Linked DNA regions of Mus musculus: region 2 is linked to region 1. The links are chromatin contacts, called in public Hi-C maps. All regions are on one chromosome and are shown on one strand. The core of a region is the stretch at or near the end of the contact, and the rest is flanking DNA. Distances in the headings are between cores, read along the strand shown. Region 1 has its middle 12 kb from the start of 4930459C07Rik. Region 2 overlaps Gm33843 (a long non-coding RNA gene).

Region 1 (6,710 bases), core at 2,587-5,086:
TCTTAGAGGTGTGTGTGTGTGTGTGTGTGTGTGTGTGTGTGTGTGTGTGTTTCAAAACAATGAATGTGAGGTATGAATAAATACTATGCATAAAAATTTCACATCAGGCAAACTGGTCTGGGATTCTAGATAAGGATGGTAGATTGTGCAGGTGTTTATAGTCTCTTCTAACCCAAAGCCCCACTAAAGTGTCATTAAAGAAAGCAGTAGCCAGCTGATGGCTCAGTGTGTAAGAGTGCTTACTGAGCAAGCATGAAGGCCTGGGGTTCAGTCCCCCCAGCACACACAAGAAGATGAGCGTGGCAGAGCATATGTGTAACCCCAGCACTGTGGGGGAAAAGAACCAAGCAGATCTTAGGGGTTTGATGGGTTGCCAGCCTGTCTGAACCAGTGAGCCTTAAGTTCAGTGAGAGAACCTGTCTCACTGAAACCAGGCAGAGAGTATTAAAGGATTGCTGACATATTCCTCTGACTTCTGTGAACTTTTAAAGAGGAACATACACACTCATACACCAACACCCTCCCCTATGCGCGCACACACACACACCAGCACCCTCCCCTGTGCACAGACACACACACACATACACAAACAGGGAGAGAGACAAGAGAATATAAATAAATACAAGTTCCTAATGTAAAAATAACAATAAAGAGTTGGTTTTTATTGATAAAAACAGGTCTACAAGTTTTCGGAAGATGGGAGACATGTCACTGATGATAGGAATTCAAGGATGGCAGATCAGAGCAAAACAAAGTGGGAAGAGAGATGTGGCGATGAGGATAAAGCACTGTTCAAAGGGCACAGCGCTCCTGATCCTGAAGTTTCAGACGGCAAAGGGTCGTGTGTAAAACACAAGCCTAGCATCAGGAGAAACCCAAGGAAACCTGAGCTTCAGGAAAGTTGTTCCTCCACTGTGGAAATGACAGCCCAGTGCACACTGCCGGCTGTGCTCCACAATAGGAACAGATAGATCCTCACACATGGGGGGTGGGGATTCCATATAAGACGTTCTGATGAGGAAAGTTTACACTGTAAACTGATTCTCACATTCAGTTGAAAATATGAACAGCATACTTTTGTAAAAATTCTAATATTGCCAGAAAGATTGACAAGTGCATTGTCTGCAGTGGGCAAGAACAGAAAGGGCTAGGCAAAGAACAAACCAAGCTTCAGAAAAAGGAATAAAAATTGTAGAATTTAATTTCTAAAAAAAAAATCCCCTAAAAGATAAAATTAAAATAGAATAAAACACCATTCTAGGGAAACTAACATGTAATTATTAGGAATTATGGGAAATTAGTACGAAAGTGGAGAGGAGGAAAGACAGGAAGGAGGGGAGGACATTGTTCATCTGAAAGATACAACGGAAATTTGTGCCTGAAAGGCTTAAGGTGTCAGACTGGCTGAGCTCACAAGTGGCTGTCCCATAAGCCATAAGAAAGGCAGAGCCTCCACACAAAAGGCAAAAATTACACAGCATTGAACTTCACACCAGCATATCAGACACTCAAGAGAAAGGGAGAATGCCTTCAAAGTTCTAAAGTTACTTTATAATTGTATCTTCCATACTGATTTATAATATTATTATTTAAGCATGGGGGTAGAACACACTTCCACGTGTTGATTTCCACACATGGGGAGAACACAGAAAAACATATCTTCCCCTCTCTCCTGCGGACTGTGTGAGCACATCCCACGGCAGCAAAAGGGACGCCAAGAAAGGGGGGTCACAGATGACAAAGGAGATCAGTGAAGCACAGGAGATGGCTACAGAGTGGTAGGGCACTCACGCTTGTCTTGAAGCAGCCGTAGAAGAAATTGGGGGGGGACAGGTAGCGGGGATTATATAATTCAGATCTCTCTCTGAATGGAAAAAGAAAAGAAAAACAAAAAGAAAAATGCGGACATGAGAAAGACAAACAGCATTTAAGAAAAAGGAAAATGAAGAAGGAGAGGTGGGTCGATGGGTAGAAGGAAAGCCGGCTACGCAAGCCTGAGGACCCGAGTTCAGGGCCCAGCACCCACCTAACCCTGGAACTAGTCAAATTAGTGAAGTCTCAGTGCCAGTGAGAGCCCTGCCTTCTTATATAAAGTAGAGAGCAATCAAAGAAGCCTCCTCACATCGACCCTAGGTCTCCACATGCATGTGCATGCATAGGCAACCCCACACATGGAAATACAAGAAAGCGCTCCTGCGCATGCGTGCGCGCGCACACACGCCACACCATAGTAAGAGACAGGAGTACAACAATAACTAACACACGATCGGTCGCCGTGAGAAGCAACCCTGACTTTCAGGGAAAATGCCATTGATAAGTTCACATACTGTAGACAAAGACGTTATCATCGTGCCCAGAGAGCACAAGGAAAACATTAGTAACCTTGATCGTGTAGAGGAAATTTACTAAACCTGGGCGGCAGAAGGCATCGGAGAACAGCAAGGCCACTCAGAGTAGACTGCTCACCATGGAAGGTCTAAGTGCTCTTCCTACAGCTGAACAGGTAACCAACAGAGATGTGACAGAAATAAGGTGAGCAGAGGGACAGAGAGGTGAGAGTCTTATCTATCGGTACATTCCAAAAGGACAATTCACAGTATTAGACAATCCCGCTTTGCTTGGCTCTAACAAACCACCTTGGGTTGTGGAATGATGAGAGATCTGTTTAGCTTACAATTTTTGAGTCTGACAATTCAACCCTGGGTAAACCTAGAGTGTTTGGCCCTTGGTGACAGTCCCCTATGTGTGCTACCCTGTGGCAGATGGTGCCGTGGGGGAGCCAGTGCAAGGAAAGAGACAACACATGGCAGAGGCAGGAAGCCAGATCATGAGAAAGGTGAGCGTTATGTTTTATAACAACCCACTCTAAGAGGAAGTCAGCGGGTTCCCATACACATGGCTTTGATCCCTTCCGTGTGAAATAATTACCTTGGTCTAATTACCCCACCTTCTCTTAAAGGTGCCTGTCTCCAGCATCACCACACTGGCGACCGAGCTTTAACAAACACACACACAACCCTGGGCAACATACTCCTGCTACAGTCAAACAGCAGCTAACATCTAAAAGTAGTAGCTTAGAGAATAGCAAGACAAGCTGATTGTTTCAGAGATGGTGGGTGGGGGGGTGGACTAAAATACAGGTTCCAAAATGAAAAGTTATACCTGAGCTGAGAGAGATACTGAGGACTGGGAAAGTCAAGTAGGTATCTGACTAACCGTGACTTTCATTGTTAAAGTATGCCATTCTCATCTACACTTTGATTAATTTTTTTTAAATAATTGCCGTAAAAATGTAAAAGTACTTACTTCACCACAAAATATATAATCCAATATTATATAAATGATGTGTATGAAACTCTTGAGAAAATATTCCACAATATATTGGAAGTTGAACGTGACTCACTTCGTTTTTGATAGGCAGCCACTGACTAATTCTAAAGTGCTCAAGTCCAGTGAGAGGAAAAGTGTCTTTCACCATACCCTTCCATCCGAAGACATCTAAGTCCATCGATTATGGTGTACAGGGAATGCCTGATTGCTTTATGATGTCATATGCTGCTACAGAAATTATTTATGATGCTCCCGGAGCAAGACGATCTACTCTGGGGCTGATACCTTGATTCAGAATTTGACACCTAAAGTGGTTTGAAGCACTTGTGATATTTAGACGTTGAGTGACCCAATGCCATTGCCTTCAAAACACACATTCAAAACATACATTTTCCACCGGGAACTAGAAGGGCATTTGCAATGAACATCCCTCCAAGCAGCCGAGAACAAAGGAAATGTTCGGCAAAATGATGTTGAAACACTACCACTCAGGCAGGCCTTCTCCCCAGTATCTTTCCAGCCGAATAGCGTGCCTGCCTGTGACTCAGATACTGTTCACATTGGAAAAACAAAGCGGAGACATCTACTTAAACGCGCAAACAGTGCCCTCTGCTGGCGGAAATGGGATGTTAGTTAAAAGAACTTCGTCTCAATGACCACAGGGAAAGAAGGGGGAGGGGAAGGAAGGGAGAATGGAGAGATAGAAGGGGAGGAGAGGAGATGGGGAAGAAGCAGAGGGAATAGGAGTGGGAGGGAGAGGGAAAGAGGGAGGGAGAGAGAAAAGTGGACTGGGGGGGGGGGGAAGGGGTAAGGAGGAGGAGGAGGAAATGATACAAACAGGAGAGAAAAAAAAATGGGTTTTAGTCCTTTTTAAGGATAAATGCTTGAAGCATCTTATCACATAGAAGATGCCAATATATTTCCTTAAATCCCAAAGTAACACGTGGCCTTGAATTAAGGAATGGTTTTACAGTGTCCATTCTTTGCCTTACTAAGTTATTTACTCATCACAAGCTCCCTCTGGGGGTGTCCCCCAGTGCTCTGACTATGCGACATAATATACACTCAGCCTTTGCAGAAGATAGTAACTCTATCAAACAAAATTGTTTCCTTAGCTCACAGACCAGGGCTCTGACAGGGTTCCAGAATGTCCCAGGCTGCTCGACATGTTTCTAAATGCTTAGGAAAATCTTAATGTTGATTTTTTGTTTGTTTGTTTGTTCTGTTTTGCTTCAACAAAAGAAGTGGTTGCTTGAAGATAGCAAAATTGGTTTCTTGAAAGAAAAGAAAATGAGTGAGGTATATCCTTCAGGGCTGGCAGGGGGGCGGGTCTGGAGATGTATGTCATACAATTCATCGTAAGTACTTAGTCAATGGAGTAGCAATTCAAATTAGTTTATATATATATATATATATATATATGCACATGTATAGGTAGTATAGTTACGATATTATCGTGTATATATATACACATACGATATATATACACACATACTATATGTGTGTGTGTGTATATACATACATACATATATATATACATACATACATATATATGAATATGAAAGCCAGTATTTCTAATATCTTACATTAAAAATCAGTTGGCTACCCAGCTTCCCATGCCACCACAGTAGTGGGGTTAGCAATGTAAAATATGTAAATATGTTCTATTTTCATAAGGCATTTGCACTGGTGTATTAATACTGTGTGCATATTTAAAGATGTTACAGAGCCCAGCTTCGTCTGACTGTAAGTCGTCACCCCACTACAGGGTCGCTTAGCTGAAGGTGACCGTTCTAAAGACAGTGACAATAGCAGAAGACTCCTGGATGTGCAATGATCAAAAATAAATTCAGCCTCAATTGTGTAACAATCCCAAGGTGCTTCAGGCTAGGCTCGCCTGTGTTACACCGCACAGCTTCTCTGTACTCTCAGCTCGGAACACACAGGAGCCTGTATGCTTATGGATGCCGTCACTCATCCCAACTATCATGCTCAACTAGTCCATTGAACCATCACGCTCAGACGCCCTGCACGCTATGGACTGCGGGGTTTTTTGCTGTTGTTGTTTTGTTTTGTTTTGTTTTTTGTTTTTTGGTTTTTTTTTTTTGTATTTTATCATATGCACAGCTTTCTGCTCTTCTAGAAATGTTAACAGCTGAATTAGGGAAAGCAAAGATGCTCCTGTCATCTGGCCCCAGCCAGGGAGTGTCACATCCATGAGTATAGATTTGGATCATGTTGTGTTTGAATGTTTGATGGTTGCTATCCAAGTCACTGCTGAGCTCCTACACAACACCATTCAATTAACTTTTGCTTGGGTTTAAGGCAGGATTTCCAGCAAGTTTTACAATGGCCTTACACATATTTCTGTACTTCGGGCTGTATATGTATGCAATATGGCCTTCTCAGCATCGATGATTAGAAAAATCAAAAGTATCAGTCAGTTCTTTAAAGCATTGAAGATCTTCCACGGCCTGCCATATTAAATATTTAGGCGAGGTTTAATTCTAGTTATATTTACTGTGGATATGCAATCCTCATGAAAGAGTCTGCAAGTCTAAACTAAGTACTTGTGAATTAATGTTCCAGCGAACCGGCAGTGTGTGAGCACATAAGGTTCTTTTCTTAATGCCTATGTGCACACAAGCCTCCCGTGCTGCCAAGTGCTTCTCACAGTCCCCTTTGTTGTCCTCTATACAGCTCCACAGTGACTTCATTGCGATTGTCCTATTTCCCCGTGGGCTCATAGGTAGCCACCCTTTCCATCTAAACCCATGGCAAAACAAAAAACATGCATCTGTCCCTTTATCTAAAAGTCTCTTTCTCTTTTACCATGAAGGCAGTGTCCATAACTCAGAATATAACAATAATTGTTGGTCGTGGTGACTGATTCTCGAATGAGGGTAGCAACTTTACCTCTTCTTGGGTGTAGCTGGACATGCTTGGTGCATACCACGTATGCTGTGAGATTTGAGCTTTAGAGGGAGGAAGTTACAGGTCGAGTCCCTAATAGCTCATCAGGGTCTGTGATACTGGCAAAGTCACAAGCCCTCTCAGAGTGTGCCTCTCTATCAAAAACAAAAACAAAAACAAAAACAAAACAACAACAACAAAAAAAAAAAAAAACAGATAAGGCCTCAAGGACCTGTACGGAGGACTAAAGAGGATACAACTTAATCCTTACACAATAGTGATGTGTCATAGGTGGTCGTTAAGTATTGTTGACATCCTGATCTACAACACCAGGCAAGTCACCATGACTTGTTAATATCCCCACCCCCTCCATGTTCAAACGTTATGACTTGGCAGATCTGACCCCATAGAGTCCACCCTCGTGCTTAGATCACAGACAACACTCTCCCACCGACCTCAGTGATAGC
Region 2 (6,710 bases), core at 1,843-4,342, 340 kb before region 1:
TTATTTTTAGTTTCTGTGTTTGTGTGCTATTTGTGTGCATGTGTGTAGGGGGTGAACTTGTTCCTGTGCGCATGTGAGAAGCCAGAGTTTGACATTGGGATAGCTCCCTCAGTTGCTTCTTTACCTTATTTTTGAGACAGGGTCTCTCACTGGACCCCAAGTTTACTTTTTCAGCTAGACTGGCTGACGTGCAAGCCCGGAGATGCACCTCTCTCCGTTCCCCAGCATGGGACTTATAGGCATGAGCAACTGTGCCTAGGTTTTACGTGGAAACACTGGGCATCAAAACTTACATCCCCCTGCTCACATGGTAGATAAAATCCACCTGCTCATTTCAGCTACACTGTCCTCCACCCTGTTTTTTGAGCTAGGCTTTCTGACTGAATCTAGAACTCACCAGTTCAGTGGAATGATGAACCTATGAGCTCCAACAATCTCCCTGTCCCTTCCCAACACCACTGCTTGACTTAAGTATGTACGCCACTATACCAGCCTCTTACATGGGCTTTGGGACCTGAAGTGACACACTCAAGGTTTAGAAGCAAGCCTTTTATGGGCTGAGCCATTTCTCCAGTCTCTGAGTTATGTGTCTTGAGTCTTGCAATTGTCGGCATAAAATGAGCACCACAGAACATGCTCTAGAAAAAATGTACAGTCATTTTTATGTATGAACACGGTGCTCTCTGGGGAATGCGAATATCTCTGATAATCTTTCAAATCAACGTTTTATTATAGAGTCTTCTGTTACTTTTTAGATACTAGCAAGTAGGTGGAGCATAATAGATTCCCTCCCTCCCTCCCTCTCTCCCTCCTTCCCTCCCTCCCTCCTTCCTTCCCTCCTTCCTCCCCTCCTTCCCTCCCTCCCTCCTCTCCTGCTTCTAATTAGAAAGGATTGTTTGGGCTGACAGGTTAAGAATGGATATGGTCCATCATGGTCAGGAAAGTGTGGAGGTAAGAACGTGGGGATCTTGTCACATGCATCTGCTGTCAGGAAGAGACAGCAGACAGGCTTTCCAGGCAGGGAGGGAAGGACCCAGGTAGGAAGGAGGTGACCTTTCCTTCTCCATACCTGTTGTCCTGTCATGAAAGAAACCAACCCTACCTTTTAAAAACATTGTTATTTCATATATTCTGACTATATATTTGCACAGCAGCCAAGAATGTTTTCAACAGATAGATTGAAAAATAGAGATAAGAGAGAAAAAATCTCACATTATTCTTTTTTTAATTTTACATATTAAAAAATAAAGTAAAACCCACTTCTCATATAACTATACATTTAAAACCAGGATTTAAGTGACTGTGGCCATTAGGAATGTCCCAGAAGGCAATAAGATTTATGCATCTGTATTTTAGTTTTGTGTTCATAATCTTCGGCCGCCCTAAATGCTTTTTGTTTTTAATTTTCTTGAAGGTGACCTCATCTTATTATAATGGTACTTAAAAAAAACAAAACAAAAAAACCCTCAAGTCATTTCCGTAATGTGGAGCTCACTCCCATGTCTTCAGCCAGAAAAACATAGTGTTCAATTTCTTGGAAATTTAGACTTTTTCACACTTGCGTGTTATTGCTTTAATCATGAAATAAATGAAATTCCTTTTACACTTAAAGAGATGGGATTCAGCTTTTCAAATCATGGCTTTGTTAATCACTATAGTGAGGCACTCTACTGAACCCTACTGTACTTACAGGTCCTGGGTTATGACTGGAGAAAGATGCACAGTACAGGAAAAAAGTAGGGGACATCTATTTGGACAGTTGATTGACTATTTCAGCAATCTTTGGCCATGAATTTATAAGGACGTGCTAGAGTGTTGTTCAAGCCCAATTGTGTCTGTCTGTCTCCACTCTGTCTGGAACTATGGTTTTTCCAAGACATCTTTTATAGGTTTCTTTGGGATCCTTTCCTTATTTTTAATTTATTCCTCTATTTCAAATCCTAGATGTCTTATGTGTGTGCTGCATCTGCTGTTGTTGTATGTGGATAGGGGTGCTGTGTGTGGTGTATGAGCACATGTGTGTGCTTGTGTGTGGAGGTCAGAGGAAGACGTTCGATGTCTATCTCTATTGGCCTCCACCTTTGTTTTGAGATGAGGTCTCTTACTGAACCTTAAAGCTGTTTTGGCTGAGCTAGCTATCCAGAGAGCTTGTGAGATCTGCTAGTCTTAGTTCCCCACTACTAGAATTAAAGGCATGCAAGGCCAGGCCTAGTTTTTTCTTTTTCTTTTTAATAATTTTTTTTTTGTCTTATGTGCATTGGTGTTTTGCTTACACACATGTCTGTGCGAGTGAGCTTGTCAGAGCCCCTCGAACTGGAGTTACAGATAGTTTTGAGCTACTGTGTGGGTGCTGGGAATTAAGCCTAGGTCCTCTGGAAGAGCAGCCGGTGCTCCTAACCACTGAGCCATCTCTCCAGACATTCCCCACCCCCATCCCCCTTTTCAAACTTTGACCCTAGGAATTTGAACTCAGTTTCTCTTTCTTTCATGCCATGCACACTAGCCCACTGTGGCCCTATTTCCAGATTCCTGGATGGCTTTTCATGAAAGAAAAAACTTTGATCTGTGTTAGAAATTCATTTCAAGTGAGAACATCTCAATTTTAAAGTTCTAAGCAAGCCACTGGATCCTTAGGTTAGAAGTGCTTAAACAACCCCGTGAGGACTCCCAAAACAACCCAGCAGGTGCAGGTCCTTACCACCAAGCCTACGCGTTGCACTGGATCCCCAGAGTCCATAGAAATATGGAATGAGTGAATGAACTCTGACCTCTGCAATGGCTGTGTGTTTATCTACTTATACACATACTCTCTGGTTACCCTAAAAGCTCCAGGGTCCCCCAGGTTCCTTGGTTGATTAGTGTCTCCCTTCTTCCTGGCCCGTCTGATGCGATGGCCGACTTAAGGGAAGAATGGTGAACTGCTCTCAACCAACTGCAAGGACAAGGAACTGGCATGTCTTTCTCCCCTTGGAAGTGGCTCAGCCTTCATCATTGTGCTCCCCCTCAGTGCCTCTCCTCCCATGCCTGTGAGCATTGTTCCCTTCCTGCTGCTGGGGCTTCCTGGAGACTTGCTGTGTGAGGTTTAATGAGGGTCTGAGTCATTTCCCAGTCACGAGATTCAGCAGTACTAGGGAAGAGCCCAGGCTCACTAACTGATGAGAGTGTCTGCGAGCCTTTATAGATATCATCCAGAAGGTCTACACTGAACAGTTGTGTGGAAGCCAGAAGGCCCCAGACTTCTTGGTTTTGTGTATTGTGGGGACATTTATCACCCCACAGAACATGGTTGCAGCCTACAGTGGGCATCTTGGATAGCCAGGTAGCAGGAGAGACAACCTGAGTGTCAATGGCAAGAAGTCCAGAGCATCCGTTCTGCTTAAAAGGGAAATTGAAAACTTTTAGCAGAAATCTGATGGTCCAGTTGGCTATCATATGCCAAAGTGGGGTGCACTTCAGTGGTGAAGTAAAGAAACTTCAAAGAGATTTTGCACTGGAGGCAGACCCTTAGTCTGTCTGTCTCTGTCTCTGTCTCTGTCTCTGTCTCTGTCTCTGTCTCTCTCTGTCTCTCTCTCTAGTCTTCCTTTACTCTCCCCAGTTTCCCTCTCCCCTGCTGCTTGGGGTATTTCAGTGGGAACATTGAGAAAGACCATCCCAGGACAATGTTTTCCATGCACAAGGAGGTCATGACCCATGAGAGGCTTGTGAAAACAGATGTAGTAGGTCACAGACAACATTTAAAAAAAGACATTAGAACATCTGGGTTGCAGCAAAATTCATTATTTATTAGGGTTGGTGCTAAAAACGTGTTTCAAAGTTGACGCCCTATGGAGGAAACTGTGGTAACCTCTTTCCATACACAGAACAAGAGTAAAAAAAAAAATACTAAAATCAACTAACAGAAATAGTGTCTGTCAACTGATATTAGTCAACCTGATGACAAACAGAAGCCATGAGTAGCATCCTTAACAATTGGAGTATGTTATGTATACATATATGAAATTATCAAATAGGTAAAATTTTATTTTTTTAAAAAGAAAGACATAACTACCATTCCTCATTTTGTAATGTTATAATTTTTTTTTCTTATTGAAGTAGCTTCCAGGTTCTCCAGGTGAAGAATACAGTTTAGAATACGATTAATTCAGCATAGGGTAGCGTATATGTAAGTGTGTATGTGTGCATATGCATGTGTGTGTGCATACATGTGTGCATATGTATTCATGTGAGTACGTATGAAAGTGATTAAACTTGTTACGTATGGGAAGGAAAACATCTTGTTAGGAAATGCAATCTTTGGCCACAATTCTTTATTTCCATTCCTGCTGGTTATATGGTTACATTTGGTTACATTACAGTTTTCAAAGTCTAAAGTATGAAATTGCTTGGCTGGCGGATCTAGCTGCATGTTCCCCCTTGCAGATGTCCAGTGTATCTGACTGGTTTTCAGCCTGTGTATATAGCACCCCCCACCCAGAAGTCTGGCTTATGTTGGAATCATCTGTTTCTCTGACCTTTGCCTTTATTGATTTGTTTTCTTTCCTCCTATTTTTAATGTCGCTTTTGAGATTAAAGTCATTTTTCTTCTGCAACAGTGAACAGTGACTTTGTGCTGAGGAAATAGAAATTTTGATAAGGAAAAAAGGGATCCTGGCTCTGTTATGTGTTTTATGGTTTTGTTTTGCTTTGAATAAATCTTTTCAGAGATCAGTGATATATACAAGCCCTAGCTCTGTTACAAACAAAAGTTACTTAACTAGAACTAAAAGAGATTTAAATAGAAGCTAATATCTATGGAACAGTACATAGCTACAACTATTCAAAGAACTTTTTTTATCTAAAATTGTTTTTTTTTTATTAATGGAGGCTATAAGGCCTCAAACCTTTATTCCCTACACTCAAGAGGCAGAGGCAGGCAGAGCTCTGTGGATTTGAGTCCAGACTTGTCTACATAGTGAGTTCTAGGACAGCTAGGGTACATAGTAATATGCTGTCTCAAAAAAGTTTTAGTTGCATTTCTCAATGTGGTATGTTAGTGCATGTCTCTACGTGTGGACTCACGTGTGCTTCAACGCACATATGGAGGTCAGCATACAGCTTGTAGTAGTTTATTTCCCTCCCTCCATCACGTGGGTCCTGAGGACCCCACTCAGCAGAAAGGGCATCCAACCACTGAGTGTCTCTCCAGTCCTCACAGCAATCCTCCATGAGATGCATTGGTATTACCACCATTTATCTAAAGCTAAAACTGACAATCACAGAGGTAGAATAATTTCCTTAAAATGCCACAAGTCCTAGGATACAAGCTGACAGAGATGTCAGGGCTTAACTCCGCCAGCCCTTCACCGAGTCTTTGACATCACAACACACAGCTGCTTCCCTCATACACTAAAGGCATGCAGAGTCCCTCACAATACTCTCATTCAGTTAAACAAATATCTATTCACCTACTGTGTGCTGAGGTCTAAACGAGATGCTGGGAAGATGGTGATTTCAGCCAAGGTTGTGTGTGAACTCTGTGGGTGCCTCGGAAAGGGACAAAAGAGCAAGCATACCCTGTGACGTCCATCTTAGGAGCTTCCACAGCAGCAGCACTTTCTGCGTGTCGCAGGAACTGAATTTGCTGCCCCAGAGCCCGTAATTCCTGGACAACGTTCCTAAAAAGAACTATGAACACGGTGGGATTGTACAGCCAATTTGCTTAACTTTGTGATTGCTTTTATGTGGGTAATACGTTAGAGAACTTTGAACTAAGGTGCTGGTCCAGTGTTAGGGGAGCTTAGACAGTGGCAGAGGCGGCAAAGACTGTGGTCTTAGGAGGGAATCACCCCAGTGTAGTCTATCTCTGTCTCTGTCTCTCTTGTATCCTGTCTGTCTCTGTCTGTTTCTCTGTCTCTGTATCTCTCTCTCTCTCTCTCTGCTCCTCTCTCTCTCCTTTGCCTTTCTCTCTGCCTATCTCTCTCTCTCTCTGTCTCTGTCTCTCTGCCCCCCCCCCCTTTCTCTTTAGACCTTACAGATCCCAGGCTAGCTTTTAAACTTGTTATGTATCCCAAGTTGACTTTGATCATCCTGTCCTTACCTTCTATATGTTGGGATTACAGACATGTGTCACAACATTTATTTGATCTTGGAGATCAAATTCAGGGCTACGGGCAAACTAAGCCACTACCAACTGAGCTACCACCCAGCCAGTCATTATTCTTTGTAGTATAGAATGCACATAGCCTTGTTTCTGGTTCTTCATTCCCTACCATTTGGTGATGTGCAGGTGTAGAGCCAGGACCCACCAACCCATTCATTCTTAGAGAACTGCTTTCATAAGCAGGCTCTAGTGTTGTCAAGTTGGTGTGAAGTGTGAAGAGAAACAGAGACTGTGACTTTAAGCATCACCTGGCTCAGATCAAGTGACATCTGCCACCTCTCTAATAACCATGTAGCTTTCAATAACTTGCCAGACCCATTCACTAGTTTTTAATCTTTACACTATTATTATATATTATTATATATACAATATAATACCTTAGCCATATATAAAGAATAGAATAATGATTGTCTATGTGCTCAATTTCCAGCTTGCAAACAAACCATACAAATAGAGTCCTCAATGTATACTGGTGTCTGATTCCTTTCTCTCCAGAAGAAAAGACTCATACAAAAACTGTTGTTGTTGATTCCCCCCTAATCGCCTCCAATTGTTATTGCATTTTTGTTCA

Evidence for each region. Hi-C and Micro-C count contacts between places; a contact is called where the count stands out from the background.
Region 2: a contact with region 1 is called in a Hi-C map of uterus, with 3 times the contacts expected there. The contact joins two enhancer-like sites. A contact is called at or near these places in 2 of 15 datasets of contacts at CTCF or cohesin (the NIH/3T3 cell line and large pre-B cells), 11 of 484 Hi-C or Micro-C datasets (bone marrow-derived macrophages, brown adipocytes, muscle stem cells and 3 more) and 1 of 115 datasets of contacts at active chromatin or transcription factors (pancreatic cancer cells).

What each region holds. Positions count from the first base shown.
Region 1 is chr10:96,211,282-96,217,991 of GRCm38.p6, reverse strand. No RefSeq gene overlaps it. Among named protein-coding and RNA genes, the nearest start is that of 4930459C07Rik, 12 kb to the left of the region's middle. Within about 2 kb of position 3,836, at least 167 of the 459 cell types and tissues checked have an H3K27ac peak or open chromatin away from gene starts, as enhancers often do. A contact at or near this core is called in the NIH/3T3 cell line, bone marrow-derived macrophages, pancreatic cancer cells and 1 more, where this site is marked.
Region 2 is chr10:96,546,838-96,553,547 of GRCm38.p6, reverse strand. The region is part of intron 3 of Gm33843 (a long non-coding RNA gene); the gene reads left to right. Among named protein-coding and RNA genes, the nearest start is that of Gm33843, 49 kb to the left of the region's middle. Within about 2 kb of position 3,092, at least 30 of the 459 cell types and tissues checked have an H3K27ac peak or open chromatin away from gene starts, as enhancers often do. A contact at or near this core is called in the NIH/3T3 cell line, bone marrow-derived macrophages, pancreatic cancer cells and 1 more, where this site is marked.